Regions from separate parts of the Mus musculus genome. Here region 1 is linked to region 2. A link is a contact called in public Micro-C data. All regions are on one chromosome and are shown on one strand. The core of a region is the stretch at or near the end of the contact, and the rest is flanking DNA. Distances in the headings are between cores, read along the strand shown.

The links. Hi-C and Micro-C count contacts between places; a contact is called where the count stands out from the background.
Region 1: a Micro-C map of the G1E-ER4 cell line shows a contact between it and region 2, with 16 times the contacts expected there. The contact joins the promoter of Fbxo33 here to the promoter of Slc25a21 in region 2. A contact is called at or near these places in 4 of 39 promoter capture datasets (cranial neural crest, liver and pre-B cells), 2 of 484 Hi-C or Micro-C datasets (the G1E-ER4 cell line and natural killer cells) and 1 of 115 datasets of contacts at active chromatin or transcription factors (embryonic forebrain).

Annotation. Positions count from the first base shown.
Region 1 is chr12:59,217,514-59,223,595 of GRCm38.p6, reverse strand. It overlaps Fbxo33 (F-box protein 33), which reads left to right and starts at 4,113. Exons shown (of 4, transcript NM_001033156.4): 1 at 4,113-4,736. The coding sequence starts at 4,117.
Region 2 is chr12:57,194,823-57,201,169 of GRCm38.p6, reverse strand. Slc25a21 (solute carrier family 25 (mitochondrial oxodicarboxylate carrier), member 21) reads left to right here and starts at 3,698. Exons shown (of 10, transcript NM_172577.3): 1 at 3,698-4,297. The coding sequence starts at 4,231.

The DNA of each region.
Region 1 (6,082 bases), core at 2,864-5,363, 2.0 Mb before region 2:
GACTCGAACCCACGATCTCGCAACTGGGCACGAGGTGGGACTCTAACCCACGATCTCGCAACCCCAAATGGTCTCTTGGCCTTCAAAGGGGTCCACCAGGCGTCCCTGATCCTCCCCTGTTCCTCCTGGGACGTCTCCCAGGGTGAACGGACGGTGGACACCTGGACACGTCTATCCTTATCCACCCCGCACTCCCTCTCGGAGCGCGGTCTCACTGAGCGTCCGCAAAACTGAAACTGCGATCGCACCAGACTTAGAAACAGAACACAGACATCAGAACACAGACATCAGACCAAAACAGAACAAAGAATCTTACCTCTAAGTGGGTCTAGGACCTCTGGGTGGTCGCGCTGTTTCCCGGCCAATGCACCAAATGAAAGACCCTCGAGGGGAGACCCTCACTCAGACACTCAAGTCCCGGGACAGCCGCGTACCCAAGAAGACACTGAGACCATACATAAAATGTAGAAGGCAAGATTTAATAAAGCAGCGACATGAAAGCACACAGACCAGAGCTCTGGGGTCGAAATAAAGCAGCAACATGAAAGCACAGAGCTCTGGGGTCGAAACTCATACACCTAGCGGCACCTAGTGGTGTAGAGGAGAATCGACGGTCAGCAAAAATTTTTTACAGGCTTATATAGTAAAACTCAAAGGGGGAGAACTGGGCAGGGAAAGTACAAGTTTACATCACTAGGGAGTTCTGCCAAAGGAATCTACGTAACTAAGGAGTCATGTCCTATCAAGGAACCTACGTAACTAAGGAGTACCTGGTTCATTTTGAGGTTGTTCTAGGAGGCCTTTATCTCAAAAATGTTCTTGGAACAGTTTTTAGTTGGGAGGGTTCGAACTTTAGGGTGAGGAGTTTTGGGGTGAAAAGTTTAGGAGTGTTACAATCTCTAGATGGGAGGGGGTGGGCTCCGAGGTAAAAAATTCATGTTTTCACAAGAGGCCAGTAATTTTCTATTCTTCAACAGAATAATGCAAACTAATAACTGTAGATGCAATGATGGAAAAGAAAGTTACTACCATTTGAACACTGATTTAGGCAAGAATCATGAATTGTTGTCAGACCTACTAAGTGTATGGCTAGAGGAAGAGGAGGACATTTAAGGAAAAAAGCAAAAATACTTCCCAGATTATTTAATGGAGGAAAATAAACTTTTAAATTACATAAAGAAATGCAAGTGTGGCCCTTAATTGGATCCTGGTTTGTACAAAGCATCTATAAAACCTATTTTGGGAAATAATTTAATTTAAATATGGAATGTTAGTAAATATTCAAATATTTTTGCCACCTGTGATGTAATTTGTTTTTATAGAGGTTGTATTAGTCAGAGTTCTCTAGAGTCACAGACCTTATATATATTCCATATATATGGAATTTATTGGGAAGACTTACAGACTACAGTGTAGCTAATCCAACAATGGCTAGCTGTGAATGGGAAGTCCAAGAATTTAGTAGCTGTTCAGTCCCACAAGGCTGGAAGTGTCTCAACTGGGTGTCTGTATATTCTGGAATTCCAAAGTAGGCTCCAAAGCCAGGGAAAAAATGAATGCGCTACAAGAGAAAGCACTCAGGCAAAGAGCAGAACCTTTCTTCTTCCAATCTTCCAAGTTATATAGACTTTCTTTCTTTTTTTTTTTTTTTTTTTAGTTTGGTTTTTCGAGACAGGGTTTCTCTGTGTAGCCCTGGCTGTCCTGGAACTCACTCTGTAGACCAGGCTGGCCTTGAACTCAGAAATCCACCTACCAAGTGCTACCTAGCCTTCCAAGTGCTAGGATTAAAGGTGTGTGCCACCACTGCCTGGCTAAAGATTGAGTTATTTATTTACCTCATGTATGTAAGTACACTGCAGCTATCTTCACACACACCAGAAAAGGGCATCGGATCCCATTACAGATGGTTGGGAACTACCATGTGGTTGCTGGGAATTGAACTCAGGTCGTCTGGAAGAGCAGGCAGTGCTCTTAACCATCTCTCCAGCCCCACATGTAGACTTCCAACAGAAGATGTGGCCCAGGTTAAAGGTGTGTCTTCCTGTCTCAAGATCCAAATCAGGCTTGTCTTTCACCTCAAAGGTCCCAACTAGAAGTAAATCTACCCACTTCAAACCAAGCAGAATATCTTTCACAAGTTTGCCCTCCATTTCTGGATTGTACTTCATTCCAGATATAGTCACACTGGCATCCAAGAATAGCCATAACAGAGGTGTAAACTAAAGTGGAGCTCCAGAAGTCTACGGCTCTCTTCAAAATACTTAAATGACTTTGAAACTGAAGTCCAAATCCAAGTCTTAATTCCCTGATTTACTGTTACCACTTAATGTTCATTGAATGCTTATAAAACGGTAATTACATAGAATTTTACAGACAAGGGTTCAAAGAAATGACCTACCTGGAATACATTTTTTATTCAAAGTACCAACTGAGCTGATGTAAATTTAGAGGTAAAAGAATACTATTATTGAGCCGGGCGTGGTGGCACATGCCTTTAATCCCAGTACTCGGGAAGCAGACGCAGGCGGATTTCCAAGTTCGAGGCCAGCCTGGTCTACAAAGTGAGTTCCAGGACAGCCAGAGCTATACAGAGAAACCCTGTCTCAAAAAACAAAAAACAAAAACCAAAAACAAAAACAAAAAAATACTATTATTGGTAGTTTACTAGGTTCGTGACACCAAACTGTATAAAAGAAATGTGACAGAAGGTCTGCTGTTACATCACAGAGCTAAAGATATCTAGACTAGCTAGTTTCTTAGTGTGGTTTGAAGCAGCAGACATAAAATTTCTTAACCACGCCGGGCGTGGTGGCACACGCCTTTAATCCCAGCACTCGGGAGGCAGAGGCAGGCAGATTTCTGAGTTCGAGGCCAGCCTGGTCTACAAAGTGAGTTCCAGGACAGCCAGGGCTACACAGAGAAACTGTCTCGAAAAACGAAAAGAAAAAAAAAATCTCTTAACCCTTTAGATATCGCTGCTTCCTACAATTTGACTGAGATACTTCGCATGCTGAGAACGTGAAGGGCTGTTTTTAAAATCCCTTTCTTTGGGGGCACCAAACTAAAGAAAAGCTCTCCTCTCCAACTTATTTGTAGGAGTATCAGAGACTATCAAAATAGCTACTTTATTTCATCCATGTTACTTTTGTATACAGGGGTGTGTTGTTACAGAAGTACAGTGGTACACTGAAGAGGTATCCACAGCTCTCTTCACAAACACTTCAATGACTTTAAGAAACTGAAAATTAAAACCTGTCTTAACTTCCTAATTTGATGTTACCACTAAGTGATCGTTAGCTATTAATAAAACATACTAATTATACAGAACTTTTGCAGACAAGGGTTCAGAGAGCATTTAAGTCTGGGTACCAGCCCTCAAGATGAAAATCGTTAGCCATTTTTTTCCTGCCCCTCTAAAGACGAAAGGTGGCGCTGCCGTCACTGGTTCAGCAATGGGGCGTGTGCGGCCTCCGCACGTCGGAAGAGGAAGGTCCGCGTGCCGCCACGATCCGCCTTTCCTGGGAAGCCGATTTTGTCCTGCTCTGAACAAGATGTAAAAAGAAGCCGGCGTGCGAGCCCTCGGGCGCCGCGACCTCAGCCCAGCGAATGAGAAAGCGTCGGGACTTAGCGCAGCACGCCGGGGTTCCGCCTCGAGCACGCTGCAAGGGCCAGACCTACCCGGCGAGGGACGCCCAGAGTGGCCCCGCCCCCACGCCTCTAGCCCCGCCCCGGGTCGCTGACGTCAACGGTCACGTGCCGCGCGATCCAGGCAACCAGGAGCTCCCCCGGTTCCGGAAGTCTCGCAAAGCCGCGCCAGGCTCCGCCCGTCGCCGTGACGTCACTCTCAGTCCCTACCACTACCGAGCCTCCGCGTCCGGGTACCGGGAGAACCACGGTTTCCTCGGAAGCAGCGCGGTCGCCTCCGCATCCCTGGTCCGTTCGAGAGAGGATTTCGAGGTCGTTGCCCGGGCCGGCCGGGGAGCACTTGCTTGCGGTACGGAAAGTCAGCGGCGTGCAGGCCTCCCCGCGCCAGCTTTTCCCCCCTCTCAGCCGGTCCGAGTGCACTTGGTTCCGCCGAGGCGCACGACGGTTCCGCCCCCTTCTTCCTTGTCATTGATGTTGTTGTTCTTGTCAGTGCCGCAACCCCGACCGCCGGGAGCGCGAACCCGAGCCGGGGCCGCCCGGTTGGTGCGGTGGCGGCGGCGGCAGCGGCTGCGGCTGCTGCAGCTGCGCCGGCTGCGGGGGCTGCTGCGAGGACTGCGCAGGCGGCCGGGGACGGGCGGCCGGCGGCCGAGCCGGATGGCTCTGTGCGGGCAGGCGGCCGGCGCCGCGTCGCTGCCCAGCGAGCTCATCGTGCACATCTTCTCCTTTCTGCCGGCGCCCGACCGGCTGCGGGCCTCGGCCTCCTGCTCGCACTGGCGGGAGTGCCTCTTCTACCCAGCGCTGTGGCCCCAGCTCCGCATCTGCCTCCGCGTCTCGCCCGCGGAGCAGCCGCGGCTAGAGTTCCTCATGCGCAAGTGCGGCTGGTTCGTGCGGGAGCTGCGGGTTGAGTTCGCCGCGGAGAATTATCTGAGCGGAGGCGGCGGCCCGGGCGACGGCGGTAGCGGCGGCGGCACCGACACGGGCACCGGAGGGGAAGACGGGGAGGCCCTGCAGCTCTCCTCCCGCTGGCTGGAAGTACTGCGCATCTACTTGGAGCTGGTGTTGTGCGTGCTGCTCAGCATCCGGAACAACAGGTAGGCTTGCGTGGGGACCGAGAGGGTCTGGCCTTCCGCTGGCCTTGGGAAAGATCCCGTGGGGTGTGCCGGCCGGCCTCAGGATGGCCTTGTGTAGGTGCAGCTATCCGTTCCTGACCAGACTATTTCCGGAGACAGAAGAGGTGATAACGGGACTCCTGGAGCGTCTCAGGCATGCTTTCATTCATCCGTTCTTGTCCATGGGCTAGAGCTGCTGGGCAATGCCATTATCTTATGCGTGGGAAAGTTGTGAGTTAAGGGTGAGGCCTGTACAAAAAAATAAGGTGGTTTTCTGATTCTGAATTTGACCATTGGTGATGGGTAATTAATTCATAGTGACGAGGTGAGTAAGTTTCCTTGCTGATGTCCATGATTACAAGAATTAACCTATAAGAATTCTTTAACAGTCCTTTTCTTACCTGAAATAGTTTTACTAGCCTGGGCCATGTCCAAAGACTGGGAGGAGTGCTAGTTAAAATCATTAGGGGAGGAAAATTGTCAGACTTGAAGCCGCATCCCATACACCATCAGGCTGGACTTACTCCCAGTGATTCACACAAAAGTAACGCTACCTAACTTGGGGTGGGATAAAGGAGCTGGGCATACTGTGGGGGTTAAGTATGAGACTCATTGTGCATCAGGACTTTAGTGTAATTCCACCTAGAGCTCATGGCCCATATTCGGACTCCAGCACAGAGTCCCTATGAAAGTCTAGTGCCTGCCAAACCATATTTATATTTTCTTTATCTGGATATTCATTCCAAACTTACAATGTCACTCTTAATTTGGAAGAAAAATAATTGCAGCAGTTTACAAATAATTATTAGTGATTGGACATTCCAACACTGCTAGGGTCAGGGCAGAAAATATTGTACTGTAGAGAGCAGAACTGGGTGCTTACTAGGTCAAGTGATGTACATGCTGTTGTGTGGCAGTTTTCCTCTAAGCAGTGTCCTTCCTTCCACAATCTATATCCCACCATCTTTATGTTAAATAGAGTTGAGAATAGATTGTGATTAATACTAAGTCATATGTGTCATACATATTTTCGTGATCTATAATTAAATCAAGAGTTTAAGCAGGGTGGTGGCAGCACACGCCTTTAAAGCTAGAGCTTGGGAGGCAAAGGCAGGAGGATCTCTGCCTTTGAGGACAACCTGGACTACAGAGTGAGTTCCAGGAAAGCCAGGGTTTCACAGAGAAACCCTGCTTCAAATAGGTTAAACTGTAAGTATTCTAGCCTCATTGTGTATGGAAGCCAGGCATGATACAGATCTGGAATCCCGGGACCTGGGAGCTAGAGGCAGGGAGCTTAAGTGAGTTCAAGGTCATCATCTTGTGCAGAG
Region 2 (6,347 bases), core at 2,449-4,948:
CCTGTCTCAAAAAACAAAACAAACAAACAAACAAACAAAACCCCCCAAAACAAACAAACAAAAAACTCCTCATCAGCAATCTTAGCTCTGTGGTTCTTGCTGACTCTGACCTTTACTGAGTTCCAGGCTCCAACATGCTGTTACATATGGGACCTATTTCAGTTGCTGTAGAATTGTAAGACTGGACTATATGGGCCATTAAACCTTGCATAAGTTTACTCAGAGAATTCTGTCCTTGTCCAAAGGGTTTTAAAAAGAGGAGGCCTGGGCTGGCCAGATGGCTCAGTGGGTAAGAGCCACCAACTGCTCTTCTAAAGGTTCTGAGTTCAAATCTTAGCAACCACCCGACGGCTCACAACCACCCCTAATGAGATCTGATACCCTCTTCTGGTGCGTTTGAAGTCAGCTACAGTGTACTTAAATACAATAATAAATAACTCTTAAAAAGGGGGGGGGGCTGGAGAGATGGCTCAGCAGTTAAGAGCACTGACTGCTCTTCCAAAGGTCCTGAGTTCAAATCCCAGCAACCACATGGTGGCTCACAACCATCCTTATTGAGATCTGACGCCCTCTTCTGGTGTGTCTGAAGACAGCTACAGTGTACTCACATATAATAAATAGATAAATCTTAAAAAGAAAAAAAAAAGAGGAGGTATGTGTGTGTGTTTATTGTGTGTTGAGGGACGTTCAATGAGACCACAAATCCATGTTCATCTTCTGAGGATAGGATATTGAGGAGTAAAAAGAGATCATGACCATACAGCGTCCCTTTAAATAGTGACTTGAAGGTATTAGATGTTCTGAGAATATCCAGGAGAGATAAAAGTTTTGATTACAAAAGGGTAGGATCTCTTCCACTAGGTTTGACAGTCCATGATGAAGAGAAGCTTAGTGTTAGAAGTTGCTAATGCTAGGGAAGGGCTTAAAGGTAAGGTTTCTACAGATGAATACATGGTTTGGTTGAGTGGGCACCTTAGGATATCCTACTTGTAACATTTTCATTCTGTATTTGGGGCCTGTGAGATGGTTCAGTGATAAAGGGAACTGTTGCAGCCTTCTGGTCCGAATTTTCTGAACTGGATTGCTGGGACTAACAAGTGGGAGGAGAGAACCCACTTCCTCAAGTTGTGTTCTGACCTGCATTTGCTGTGGCTTGCATGCATCCACACATGAGTACACTCAACAAATAAGTACAAAAAGATTTTGTGGTTCTTTTTTCTTTTTTTTTCTTTTTAGAAAACAAAGGTCTATATTTTACATACAAATAAAATTAATTTGGGAAAGGTCATTACTTTAGTTTTCTGTATGACAGAATGCACTTGGCCTGGGTTTACCATTTGAATCTGCAGTCCCACTGTTCTCAAAATGAAAAACTCCCATAAATGATTGCTCCTTTTATCATCTTGAAAAACTTAATTCCTGCTTTTCACAATGAAATGCTTTTGTAAGCTCTAAAATTTTGGGACTATGTCTAAAATGTGAGAGATCCTCAATTGTTGAAGAAATGGTTTATATTGTATTTAAGATCCTATATTTTGGGCTGGCGAGATGGCTCAGGGGGTAAGAGCACTGACTGTTCTTCCGAAGGTCCTGAGTTCAAATCCCAGCAACAAGGTGGTGGCTCACAACCACCCATAATGAGATCTGATGCCCTCTTCTGGTACTTATTTATAATATTTTATTTTATTTATAATAATTTATTTATAATAATAAATAAATCTTTGGGCCTGAGCAGGGCTGACCAGATAGAAGCAGAGGTACTAATCAATTCCCTAAAACCACATGAAGGCTCACAACCATCTGTACAGTTATAATGTACTCATATACATAAAATAAATAAATCTTTAAAAAAGATCCTATATTTAATTAGTAAAATATAGTTCTCAAAACCTTTTATTTGCTTAGTGATAGAGGAGCAGGAGAGAGGGCTTTTTTGTTTTTTTGTAACCAACTTCATTTTTGCCATTAGTTTTATTTTTATTTTTAATGATTTGATTTTGAGATTTTAATATGAGTACACGTTTCCCTTTCACTCCCTCCACATTCTCGCTTGGACTCTTTCTTGCTGTCTTTAAATCCATATTTTTTCATTAATTGCTGCCCCATGCATATGTTTATGTACATAATATACATTTCTAAATATAACCTGCTCAGTATGTATAATATGACTTGTATGTATGTTTTCAAGCCTGTCCATTTGGTATTGATGAATATTTTCAATCTGGAAAATTTTATTTTATTTTTTTGTTTTTTTCAAGACAGGGATTCTCTGTGTAGCCCTGGCTGTCCTGGAACTCACTCTGTAGACCAGGCTGGCCTCGAACTCAGAAATCCGCCTGCCTCTGCTTCCCAAGTGCTGGGATTAAAGGCGTGTGTCACCATGCCCAGTGGAAAATTTAAAAAAACAAACCATTTTTGTGTATCTGATCACATAAGCAACACATTTACCCAATTCCTCATGGTATGTAACTTTCCTAGTCAGGTGGTACAGGCACATAACTGTGTGTACATGTGGTGTGTGTGTCTGTACATATGGTATGTGTGTGTGTGTCTACATGTGGAGTGTGTATCCATGTGGTATATGCATACATGTGGTGTGTGTATGTGTGTGTCTATGTGGGGTGTGTGTGTCCATGTGGGAGATGTGTGTGTGTTCATGTGTGTGTCCATGTGGGGTGTGTGTCTGTACATGTGGTATGTATGCATGTGTATATGTGGTGTGTGTGTGTGCATGTGTGTATACATGTGGTGGTATGTGTGTGTGTGTGTGTATGTATGTCAGCAGATACATGCAACAGGAGTGTTTGGTAGCTAGAGGTTACTGTTGGGGATCTTCAGTTGTTCTCCATTTTACCTTTGGAGACAAGACCTATAACTGAACTGAACTGTTTGGCTAGACCTCACCAACCAGACAGCTCCAGGGATGTGCCTATCTTTGCATTCTCAGCGCTAGGATTACAGACCCAGACTAATACTGTCTTACATGTGCAGGGAAACTGGATTTTGGTCCTTAGGCTTGCATGGCAAGCACTTTACTGACTGAGCCATCTCCCCAGCTCACTACCACCGACATTTAATAGCTCAAAGAATGAAAATAAGATATAAGTATTCATTTCGTATATTTGATTTGACATTGTATTATTTTAAATTGCACATACCCATGTTTTTGACAGAGAACAACGGCAGTTTATATGGCCCAGAATATATGCATTAAACACTACGTTTTAGAAATAACAGCAGCGGGGTTTCCACAGTACTTTCTCTTATCATCTCCGGCCTGTCAGGGGTGTGGTGAGCGTTCTAAATATCTGACTCCTGTGTTTCTCTTATACTGCAGTTTGCACCTTGTGGTTCACTAACAGGCACTAACTGGTACTTTTGTTTTGTCAGTGATTCTAAAGAGCTAGTGTGAGTTAATTCCACATTTTGTAGAAAGAAATAAGCAGGTTATTGGTGCTCCTCTTTCATGTCTACCTACTGTTCCTAACAGAGAACTGCTTAAAACAGGTTTCTAGGCCCTAAGCCCAAAGAACTCGGCTTTCTGACAAGTCTGTCATATTGTGCGCAGCGTGGTGACCCTGTGAACTGGGCACAGGACACTTGAATAACAAGTCCTTTATGGTTTTCAGTAAGTAAAACTCAGTTTATTATGCATGAAATAAAAGTCCAAAACCACTTCCCCCGCACAGTTACTGCACTTTGTAAGTCAGATCTGCTCTGATCTAGTTGCTGTGGCCTTCAATTTCTGGTTGACTAACTTGGAGGAATTTCCTCACTATCCCTTCTTTTGAATAGTACCGTATTTTAGCCTGCCTGGAGGGCAAGGGTCACCCGCGGCTACATCACAGTCGCAGCTAGCTAAGGCAGCCCTTAGATAAGCAGCCAGCTAAACAAACTCCGCAGTAGGTCTCGATAGGCAAATTCATAAGCCCCTATCTTGAAGCTCGAGCCTGACCCACCGAGCTAGGTCAAGTCTACCCAGCCCCCAGTTGTCAGTGTTCCCCCTCCGGTGCCCCGGTGGAAAGGGCAGCCTTAGGCAGCGCTGGGCAAGTTCGGACCCCCTCCGCCAACCTCGCGGCGACTCGGTGCCCGAACCGCCGCCTTTAGCTGGATCGCAGCCACACCGGGAAGAGTTCAGCCCCAGGACCGACGGGGCCCGGTCTCCATCGGCGGCGGCCTTCAGAGGAGCTCGCTCGGGCAACTTGGTCACCCGGTCCCCTGGTCGCGAAGATGTCGGCCTCCAACGTCAGCTTACTGCACGAGACCTCCAGGCAGGTCGCGGCCGGAGGGTCTGCAGGTAAGGCTGTCCGCTCGCTCCCCGCGCGCCCGCCGCTCCTCCGCCGCACCACCCGACAACTGTCCCCCAGGCTCGCCTTCCAACCGAAGTTTTGTGTGCGAGTGCGTCCTCCTAAATCTTCTACTCTGACTCCTCTGCGAAGAGCCGAGCAGCCGGCGGCGGCTCTTTTGGGTGCAGTCCCCACTAGCTGCTCTGCTCTAGGGTCCCCGGGGGTTCTCTGTTCCTAGAATGGAGCATGAAAGGATTCGCCAGTCCCTGAAACTTACTGTGACTTTGAGAAAGCTTCCCCCTCCCGTCCTTTTCTTCGCTTTGACAGCTATTTTACACAAAAAAGGATTCAGTTCCAGTTCGGTCTTACTTAAGTTTCTTAGCAAGTTTCTTCCAAGGCCCAAGCTAAAGAGGATCTTAGCATAGCTCTCTTCGCAGGGATTCTTTTTACTGCGCTTCTTGGGGATCTATGCACGCCATAAATATATTAAAATTAAACGCTCGTGCTAACAAATGTAAACACCTTTGATGTAATGGACTCACATTAATCTGTGGAGAGCTATGATGTGGGAGAGACTTTACAAAAAGATCTGTTAAAGCCAGCTTGGTAATAATTACTGTGCAACTTGGAAGAAGTTGCTCGCCATTAAATTATGCGTATGCCTAATTTTTAATATTTTTAATATTAGGCTGTAACAGTTCATAAGTTTTGTTATTTTAATAAATTATTATAACAATGAAATAGTATTAAAGTTGACTAAAAGATACTCAATATATACTTAGTAACATTTACTTTCAAGAAAATATGAACTTTTAAATAATGGAGTGCTTCAAACTCTGAGTAGTTTTATGTCATGAACTAGCTGCATCTCTGGGGTATCAAAAGCATCCAGATATGTCACATAATTTGCGTACTTTAACAAGATACAGTTATGAAAATGAAATATATATATATATATATATATATATATATATATATATATATATATATGCTTGACCATAGGGAAAGCAAAGTTGCTTAACATCCCAGGCTGTGCCCAGTGACTTACAGGTATCTCTGTTGGTTTGTATAATCACAACATGTATAGTCACAGTTATACTCAAAGACTGTTAAAAAATAAATCAGACTCTAATCCTGTTTATGCTGCATATTTCTGGATAAATATTTGGCACAGATGCATTTATGCCATCATGTATCATCATCATCATCATCATCATCATCATCATTATTATTATTATTTATTTATTTATTTATTTATTTATTTATTTTGGTTTTTCGAGACAGGGTTTCTCTGTATTGCCCTGGCTGTCCCGGAACTCACTTTGTAGACCAGGCTGGCCTCGAAATCAGAAATCTACCTGCCTCTGCCTCCCGAGTGCTGGGATTAAAGGCGTGTGCCACCATGCCGGGCTCGTGTATCATTATTAATGTAAATGGAATTAATCAGTTAGCATAGCTAAATGTTAAGCCATTTATAAGATAAATTTAAAATTGGCTGGTCGATTCATATAGTTTACATTGTGGCACTGTTGATAGGTAAGAAGGATAATAAATACTTTCATCACCTTGCGGTCATATTTTCTTCTACTTGGCCTTTAAAAGCATATTAATAAAAATTAAATTTATTGAAACTGTAGTAATGTAGGCTGAACCTATTAGACTTACTAGAGCAAGGGCCAGAAAGAAAAAGTAGAGTTTTTTTAAAACTCGGGTGTATTTGGATCTCTAATACTAGACTTCTGATTACTGGTGCTAACATGTCTCTTTCTGTGAATTATAATGGTCTTCAGGTTGCAAAGGCCTCTAAAAGAAAGTTCTCTTAAGGAAAAAAAGTAAAGAAATGGGAGTGGTTTGTCGGAAAGATAAAAGTGTCTCATGGTATTCGGGGTCTAGTGTCATTCATTCCATTGAGCAATTAGAACACTCAACTAGAAAGCAGGATGCAACGTCTCTTCATCCTGTCTATGTCAGTGTCCCTCAAGGCAGGACTGTGTGTGTCTAGTCCCCAGGGAGGCCACAAGAGGGTGATAGAACCTCTGGAACTAGAGTTACAGACAGCTG